Regions from separate parts of the Gossypium arboreum genome. Here region 1 is linked to region 2. The links are chromatin contacts, called in public Hi-C maps. All regions are on one chromosome and are shown on one strand. Each heading gives the region's core, a stretch centred on a gene start, on an enhancer-like site or on the middle of the called end of the contact. The rest is flanking DNA. Distances are from core to core; before and after follow the strand shown. Region 1 has its middle 43 kb from the start of LOC108478875. Region 2 has its middle 18 kb from the start of LOC108466044.

The links. Hi-C and Micro-C count contacts between places; a contact is called where the count stands out from the background.
Region 1: a Hi-C map of leaf shows a contact between it and region 2, with 2.8 times the contacts expected there. The contact joins two enhancer-like sites. A contact is called at or near these places in 2 of 5 Hi-C or Micro-C datasets (both in leaf).

Annotation. Positions count from the first base shown.
Region 1 is chr3:47,369,192-47,373,469 of ASM2569848v2, forward strand. No RefSeq gene overlaps it. Among protein-coding and RNA genes, the nearest start is that of LOC108478875, 43 kb to the right of the region's middle. Within about 2 kb of position 1,675, at least 2 of the 2 cell types and tissues checked have an H3K27ac peak or open chromatin away from gene starts, as enhancers often do. A contact at or near this core is called in leaf, where this site is marked.
Region 2 is chr3:46,858,979-46,862,922 of ASM2569848v2, forward strand. No RefSeq gene overlaps it. Among protein-coding and RNA genes, the nearest start is that of LOC108466044, 18 kb to the left of the region's middle. Within about 2 kb of position 1,528, at least 1 of the 2 cell types and tissues checked has an H3K27ac peak or open chromatin away from gene starts, as enhancers often do. A contact at or near this core is called in leaf, where this site is marked.

The DNA.
Region 1 (4,278 bases), core at 425-2,924, 510 kb after region 2:
CAATATTTCTTTTGAAAATTTTAATTTCAATTTTAATCTTAATTTAAATCTCCTTTATTTTTATTTTACTTGTTTTTACTATATAAATAGAATTATCAATAGTCTTTGTGAATTTGACCCTATTTATTGCTATATACAAATATTTATATTATTGTGTAGGAATTTATTTTGTTAGTTTCAATACCCACAAAATTTTGTCATTATTGCTATGGATTGATGTTGATAATTTAATTTCTTTTTATGTCTCAATCTTCCCGTGCAGGTGAACTCTAGTACGAACCTAAGATCGAGAAAACTGCTCGAAGACTAAAGAAAAAAGTTAAACCGCATTGTAACCAATTGTCTTCATCTACCATCCTGGATACTACACTTGATTCAGGTGATTCATCTAATGCATCGGAAACAAAAGAAGAGATGGCTAATTAAGAAAGAACCATGAGAGAGTTAGTCCTGCTGGATCTAAATCAACAACTGATTTAGAATAATTCATTTGTTCTATACTTTTTGTGGTCTAGAAAATAAGGATCCACCTGAAAGAATTCCATCCTGTGTGTTCTACTATGAGATCTCAAAGAGTATATGAAGAACAATTCAAACTAAGAACCTTTACTTTTTTGCTTGTGGTTACAACAAAGGACTTATTATTTTATTTACCTTTTGGATCTATAACCACATGAACAGGCATGATATATTTTTAGATAGTTTTTTTCTACTTCACGGGCTACTTCTATTAAGGATATTTATAGCATCAAATGGAAACAAATGGAAGCCCTTTATTAGTATTGGGAGAAATTAAAACAATTTTGTGCTAGTTACCCTCAACATGAAATTTCGGAACAATTACTCATCTAATGTTTTTTTGAATGACTTACCTATGGAAAGAAAGATTTTTTCTTGAAAATGGAATTTCTGAACTAACCTCTCTTATTTCATAAAATTGTTGTAAGGAACATACAATAGGTGAAAGCTTCGTGGATTTGTGCTAATTTCAGTCACCAAATTGACATGTACCCCACATTCCAAGAAGATTCAAGAGAGCATGTTAATGCAATTGGAGGATTTCTCGGTTCGTCTCAGAGGAGGTATGATCCCTTATAAATACTTGCAATCTTGAATGGAGGGATCATCCAAATTTTAGTTATGCAGCAAGACCACAAAATATTCAAAATTCTCAACCAAGGCCACATGCTCTCACACAACTATCTTCTTTTACTTAAAGTATAGGAATTATTAAATCTCTAGTAACTAACCCACAACAATTGTAACAGGAAAAAAGATCGAGCAGTCAAAATCTAGATAAATAGGTTATCTCTCACTCGACTTCCCCTTGTTTCCACAGATGCTTTGAGAGACCAAGAAGTAATTTAGGTAATAGTTATTGAACGGCCCCATCTCATACCCTTGAACCACTAACTTCTCGGGCTCTCAATAATTATATTGTTTTCATGAGCGAAGCCCTTCAACGGCCCAGACTTGGTGTTAACCCCCTAGCCGAACAAACCATATTTATCAGTGTTGGCACAGCTGTCCTCCACAGCCTTGTCAAGGCCATCGTTTCCCCTATCTGGCCTGGGCACTATCCAGGTCACGGTTCCCAAGCAACGAGTTCTCACGCTTTCACTCCATCGTCATCTTTCTGGATGAACAACACTTGTATTGAGATGTTTTAAGCATGGTTTTGGCGGTTCCCTGTTTCTGGTTGTTAAGATTCATACCAGTATTTTGTATCAGGTGCTCATTTGCGTTAATAAAATGGATACAAACGCTGTTATCTTCTTCGCTTTAACTAAAATATCGACTTAATCATTGGATACAACTGCACCTTTGGGACGCAAAAATCGGTCCATTTCCAAAAGAATGACAAAATGGATCAATTAGGGATTCTTCAGCTTTACTGTGCGCATTCTTAGAACTGTAGAGAACTGTCTCTTACTTGATAGAACAAGCTCATGAAGCCTGACGCAGGTTAATTTCCTTGGACTGTTTGTATTAAGAATTTAAGCGATGATGGTTTGTTGAACTCTTAACATTAGTACGGTAGAATTAAACTTCATAGATCAAACTCATGATGCTTGCACAGTATCCCAAGGTTAACATTTAAATCAACATGTGATTAAGTTGTCTTAGAAACCATGATTTTCCCTTTCTTCATTAAGGAATAAAGAAAGCTGCCTCTTGCATGTATTGGAATGCTTTTTTTAATGTAAATAATGGATCATTGACTTTTTATTGCTTTTTTGTTTGTTTTTACCACTCTACTTTTCGGATTTTTAATAATCTTAAGAAAAATTTTATGGGAGATCAACAATGATCGACGACCATGACTTCCAAGACAAAGGACAGAGAGTCGGTAACTTTTTTTTTAATTGTTTATGGCTTTGAATATATATTTGAGATTCTTCTTCTATGCAAAAATGGGCTTTGTAAAAAGAGATCTTAAAAGGGGGGGGGGGGGAGAAAAAGGCATTAAAGGAGGATTTGGATTCCTTGAAAGAGAAAAGCAAATGGATTTGTAAGGTTTTTCAGCAAAAGAGGGGTTTAATTTCCACATACATGATTGTAATTAAGGGGATTAATGTTGCACGTAAAAAGAGGCATTTGAAGGTGGAGTTGGAAGAGTTTTGACTCATTGTTGAGAAAAAATATAAATAAAAAGGTTACACGCTTGGGAAGCAAAGCCCTAGGCGAAGGAACAGACAAAAAGGGTTCCAACCGAGGGCTAGATTTGGGGAGTTTCACTGAATTTGGAGTCCCAAGTTTGACATTTTACTCTGTGAACTCAACCCCCCATTAAATTCATGGTACTCCACTTGCCACCCACTTACTAGACATTTTTTACCAAGTTCTTAAGTACGAGAAATTTTGATTCCAAGCACTCATGCTACAGGTTTTCAAAATGAAATTCAAACTTGACTTTAGTTCTCACTTAATTGCCATTACCGAAAAGCAAGAAAAATTGAGGAATTCTGCATAGTGTTTGGCTTTCCAAAGCCCACAAAATCAGAGGAAATTTTGAGTAATTACAATTGACTTTTGCCTCTCAAACATAGAGACTTGACTTTCAGCTTCTTATTAATTAACATAAAACCATGCAAAAAATGTTGGAAAATGACTACATAGAAACAAGTCATTTTTTTTTCCTAAAAAGATGAATTGAATTAACATATAGAAAGAGCCGATAGCAAAGGCAAACAAGTGGTCAGGTTTTATATACTAGTTATATCAGAATTTTCCTTTCTAACTCTAGACGATATGTATCGCAGTTGGGGCTTTATTTAATAAATATATAGAACTGGGGACGATAAAGCAATCATGCCTTGGGATTTTTAGCACTTCAGTTTGAGTCCATCACAATTCATGCCAGGACAAGAAAATTAATTTAAATTATTTAAATTATTTAAATTATAAAGCTAATTAAAATTATTTAAATTAATTAAAATGATTTAAATGATTTTGAGCGTGTATTTTTTTTATTCCACAAGCAAGTTTAAAAAATGCTTTGAAATTTTTAAACTCCACAAGTCTAGTTGAGGATCGACAAGTGGCTCATTTATTTATATTGATTTTCGGTATCATATGCTTTGCACATGAATACACGCGTTTATATTTTTATTATTTAATGAAATATTTTTATTTTTATAATTGAAGATCAATTACTTTAACACTTATTATAAGTTTAGATGAAGGTAAAAGAACAATTCTCTTAAAATTTTATGTAAATATTTTAAAAATCTAATTCGATAAGTTAAAATTATTTGGAGAATTGATATTTTAGTATGATTTAATTTTCATATTTAACATAATAATAGATAAAATTAATTATGAATTTATAGGTATTAAAAAGTATCAAATTAATTATTAATTTTTAAATTAAATGTTAAAACCTAATTTAATTTCTTTTACTTTAATGTTAAAAACTAATTTTAACAATTTATGTTAAAAACTATTTTTAACAATTTATATTTTAATCTGTTTTATTTAAAACCAAATAAAATGTTATTAATTAAAAAGTAAATTCAAATTGTATCAAATATAATTAAAGATTATCATAATATATTTTCCAATTTTATAATAGTTATTTTCACAGAGGATATAACAATTGAGATTTAATCATTTAATTGTATTATAAAAATAATATGAAATAAATTAAAATATTAAAACACTTGAACTTCTTAAAATAATTAAAATAAAAATATTTAAATAATTTTTCAAATCTAATTTTTTAATTTCTTTTCTGGAATGAAAATGTGGCTAAGGAGCTTTAGAGCTCCTCATTTA
Region 2 (3,944 bases), core at 278-2,777:
TTAAATACATTTTGAATTTTGATTTTTTAATATTTTATAAGTTATTTATTGATATGATATACAATACCAATAATGACATGTTACAGGAATATATGTAAATTGTCACATCAACATCATTAAAATATATTTTAATAAGTGTTTCAATAAAAAATAATTTGACTCTTTTAAAAGTTCTAAAGAAAATATAATCATTAAGAGTTAAATGTGTCATTATATATTTTTCTTAAAAGGTAAAAGTATAATAAATTTAATTGTAACAATATATATAAATATGTTATTATGCATTTCATTAATTGAGTTCTAAGTATTGTGTATGTTTTATATTATGAGTTTGGGTATGAAAATGAGATTTGTATTTAATAATTAAAAATTAATCAATTTATTCGATTTGAATTATCAAAATAAAAAAATTGATCATATAAATCAATTAAATTAAAAATAAACATCAATTAAATAAAAAAGAAAAAATTAATTTTATTTTAAACTAATTCATTTAAATTCATTTCGATTTATTCAATTTAAAATTGTTTTCACCCCAAATTATTATCTATACCCTAATATAAAAGTTGCCTCGCAAAAAATTCTTTAGCTAGAATTTGATAGCCTATTTTTTTTATGTAATTAATAGCCTAATTTTACAACAACACAACAATGTCTTTTAAAAGAATTATTTAGGTTATTTTAGATATTTAATTAGCCATAAAATAGATGGTGGTGATACTTGTAAATATTAAAATGTTGAATTTATCTTCAAAACAAAAACAAAAAGAATCAATAGTACAAAAATATTTAATTTTTTTATATAAGATTTGAATTTGTGTTTGATAAAAACTATAATCATCACTTTATATAGGTCAAAAAATAAAATATTTAATTTAATATATATATATATATATATCATCTTATTAAATTATTTTGTTTTACATTTTTATTGGAATATTATTGAAAACTAGTACAACAACATTTGATATCTCTTGCCATCTTGTTTGCGTTATTCACGATGCAATTGCCGCTCCTATATCGCTCTCCCATATCTTCCGCTGGTTCAGAATCCAGCAATCAAACATAGCTTAACGTTAATTGGCATATACAAGAAATATTTGTTCAGAAGCTTATGGTACATTCATGAAGACCGGCCCAGGATATGATCAACATGTTACTCCAGCTGTGATTACTAGGACTAAAATAATGTGAGAAAGTCTCTAAATAAATCATTGACAAGTGTTTTCGTTCAATGATAAGATATATTATATTTAAAAAAGGGAGGATCTGAATTTAAATATTAGAGAGAAAGGAAAACAAAATGAAACCATAAACTTCGAAAAATTAAAATCATCTCTATAGGTCAGAAAACAAGCATGAAAGATATTTTGGTTAGAAATTGCATAATACTAGAAGTTAGACTTCAACCTATGTTTCAAAGTGTTTTGAGGCTCCTTCACAAAATCTAGTGTGATTTGGGCTTTTTACTTTTCAATAATTTAGCCCTAAATAAGGTGTTGTTTAGTCCAATTTAAGCATATAGAGAAATGTTTAGGCCCAACATCCCTTAAGTCTTTTTTCTGATGCTTATGGTACTTGCATTTATGAGAGTTATATTCGCAGCGTTCTTGGAACTTAACAGCTCCATAAACATAAGTAAATTGTTGAAGGGTAAAATTTTAAAATAACAAAATTTCCAATCAAAATTTAGAATTTCTTTTTGTTACAGTATTATTTTATAAATTTATACACTAATAGCGAGCTAATACCACTTGTTACAAGTTTTAAGTATCTATATTTATTTTTAGACCATTAATGACATGTCTTCATGAAATTTAGTATAAGTGCATAGAGACAATATATTAAATACAAACCTTTAATTTTATCACCTCAATAAGCCAAGATGTGTTATGACCAAAAATAGCCAAGGCATCAACTATAATTTAGACAAATTGAAGTATAAATTTTGTCATTCTAATTCTGACTATATTACCAAGGCTGTTAAGATATTCATACGTTGGTGTCACATTTATTTATTTATCAATTTTTAATTGTTTTATTATAGAATCGAGCTTTCTGTCTCCTTTCTCTAAGTCTATTAATGGACAGACAAATGAAGCCGTGAAAATGGAAATTTCTATAAAAAATAAATTTGAAAACTAATTTTATCATTTGATATCTATATTTGGCTTCGATAATTAATTTAAGATTTGAGTTTTTTTTGTTTTAATGTGGTTAATAAATATTTGACATGTGTACTCTGCTAAAAATATAAGTATTTAATCAGGAAAAAAGATAAACTCAAATATTTAATTGAACACTGAAGTCAAATTTAAGTATTTATATGAGACAAAAAAAAATATAAGCATCGATTTGGAAATAAGATCAAATGTTAAATTGAACATTGAAGTCAAATTCAGATATCAAACTGAGAGAAAAAATATAGATACTAAATTGAATATTGAAGAGATTATTAAAAGAAAATTGTTTCAATTACAGCCGACAAGTATGTCAAAAAGTTGAAATAAGAAATCAAGAAAACAGAATTGGTGTGCAAAAATCAAAGTGGTGAATTAACCAAGTGGGGGGTGCGAAGTGACACCCTCCGCCACTCGTCAACAAAATTTTCATTCGGGCATTGACATTTGTCACTTCATGTCCAAGTCAAATTGATTTTGCGTATATAGCATTAATTATGTTAAAATTAATTTTATTTTTAAATTAAAAAAACCCAATTTCCTTTTTTTATTGAAATGTTTGTAATTAAAATGACAGGAGCACCGGCCTTAACCGTCCATTTTAAGTTCATCAAAAGAAGTCGGCGCTGGATGAGAATAATATTTATTTTATGTAGTAAGTTATAATGAAATTGAGGTATTATGTCGTTTATATTTTTTTAAAAAATAATATGTCTTTTCAATATTTTTATGAAAAATGCTTTGATTTTTGTAGGTTGGCGAATTAAGGGTAAACTAAATTAAATAATTAAAATTACGTTTATTTTAAATTTTATAAAATTTTCATTAATATTATCGTATTGTTATAAAATGATTATTCAATTGTTAAGTGTTATTAATGGGATAACATTCTATTGATGTTCTCGTTAAATATGCTATATATTTTTTACATTTTCACCACACAACTATTTTATATTTGTTACATTATTTTGTATTAAAAATAAAGTTATACTTATTCTTTCAAAATATTAACCTAACCATCTTATGGTTAGTCATTTTTTTCTTAACATTGAAGTTGTGAAGAAAAGAGGAAGAAAAGGGGGAAAATATAGCTATTCATTGTGATTTTAATATGCTATGATGAAAACTCTCACCTATTTAAGAATTTCTTGATCAATGCTACCTAAGTAAGAGAGTTTTTTGTTGAAACAATTATGGCTATGAGTATCATAGTTCATATCTTTTTTTATATGGTATGATCCATCTATGATGGTTTGTTCAAGAATTGTTCTCCTTGAGTTGTTTAATAAAAAGTTAGAACAATGGAGAAGGGAAAAAAAAACAAAAGAGAGAATAATATGGATCTGTGTTTTAGTTACTTGAATGCTACTGTGGTTTTTGTAGTGAAGAAATTAGATGAAGTAGCTGATGTTGCACAAGTTTGAACAAGACAATTTATAAAATGAGAGTAAGGCACAGAGAGAAATCAACACACAATATTTGTGAACACAGATCAGATTCACCAATCCTACTCTGCAGAACCTCAATCAGTGAATGATTTTATTTAACAATAATCCAAATCACCTAAAGGCTTAAGCTCAATCTACCTTTACATAATGGATAATTGCAGCTCCAATAATAAACCCAATTGTTACAATCCTTCACCCCAAAATAACCTTACATAAAATCAAAGTTTACTCTCCAATGAAATACCTACAAGAGTGTCAAACAAAACAGCAAAAAAACTCAACAAGGTAATTAAAAGATACACTCTAATATCACACC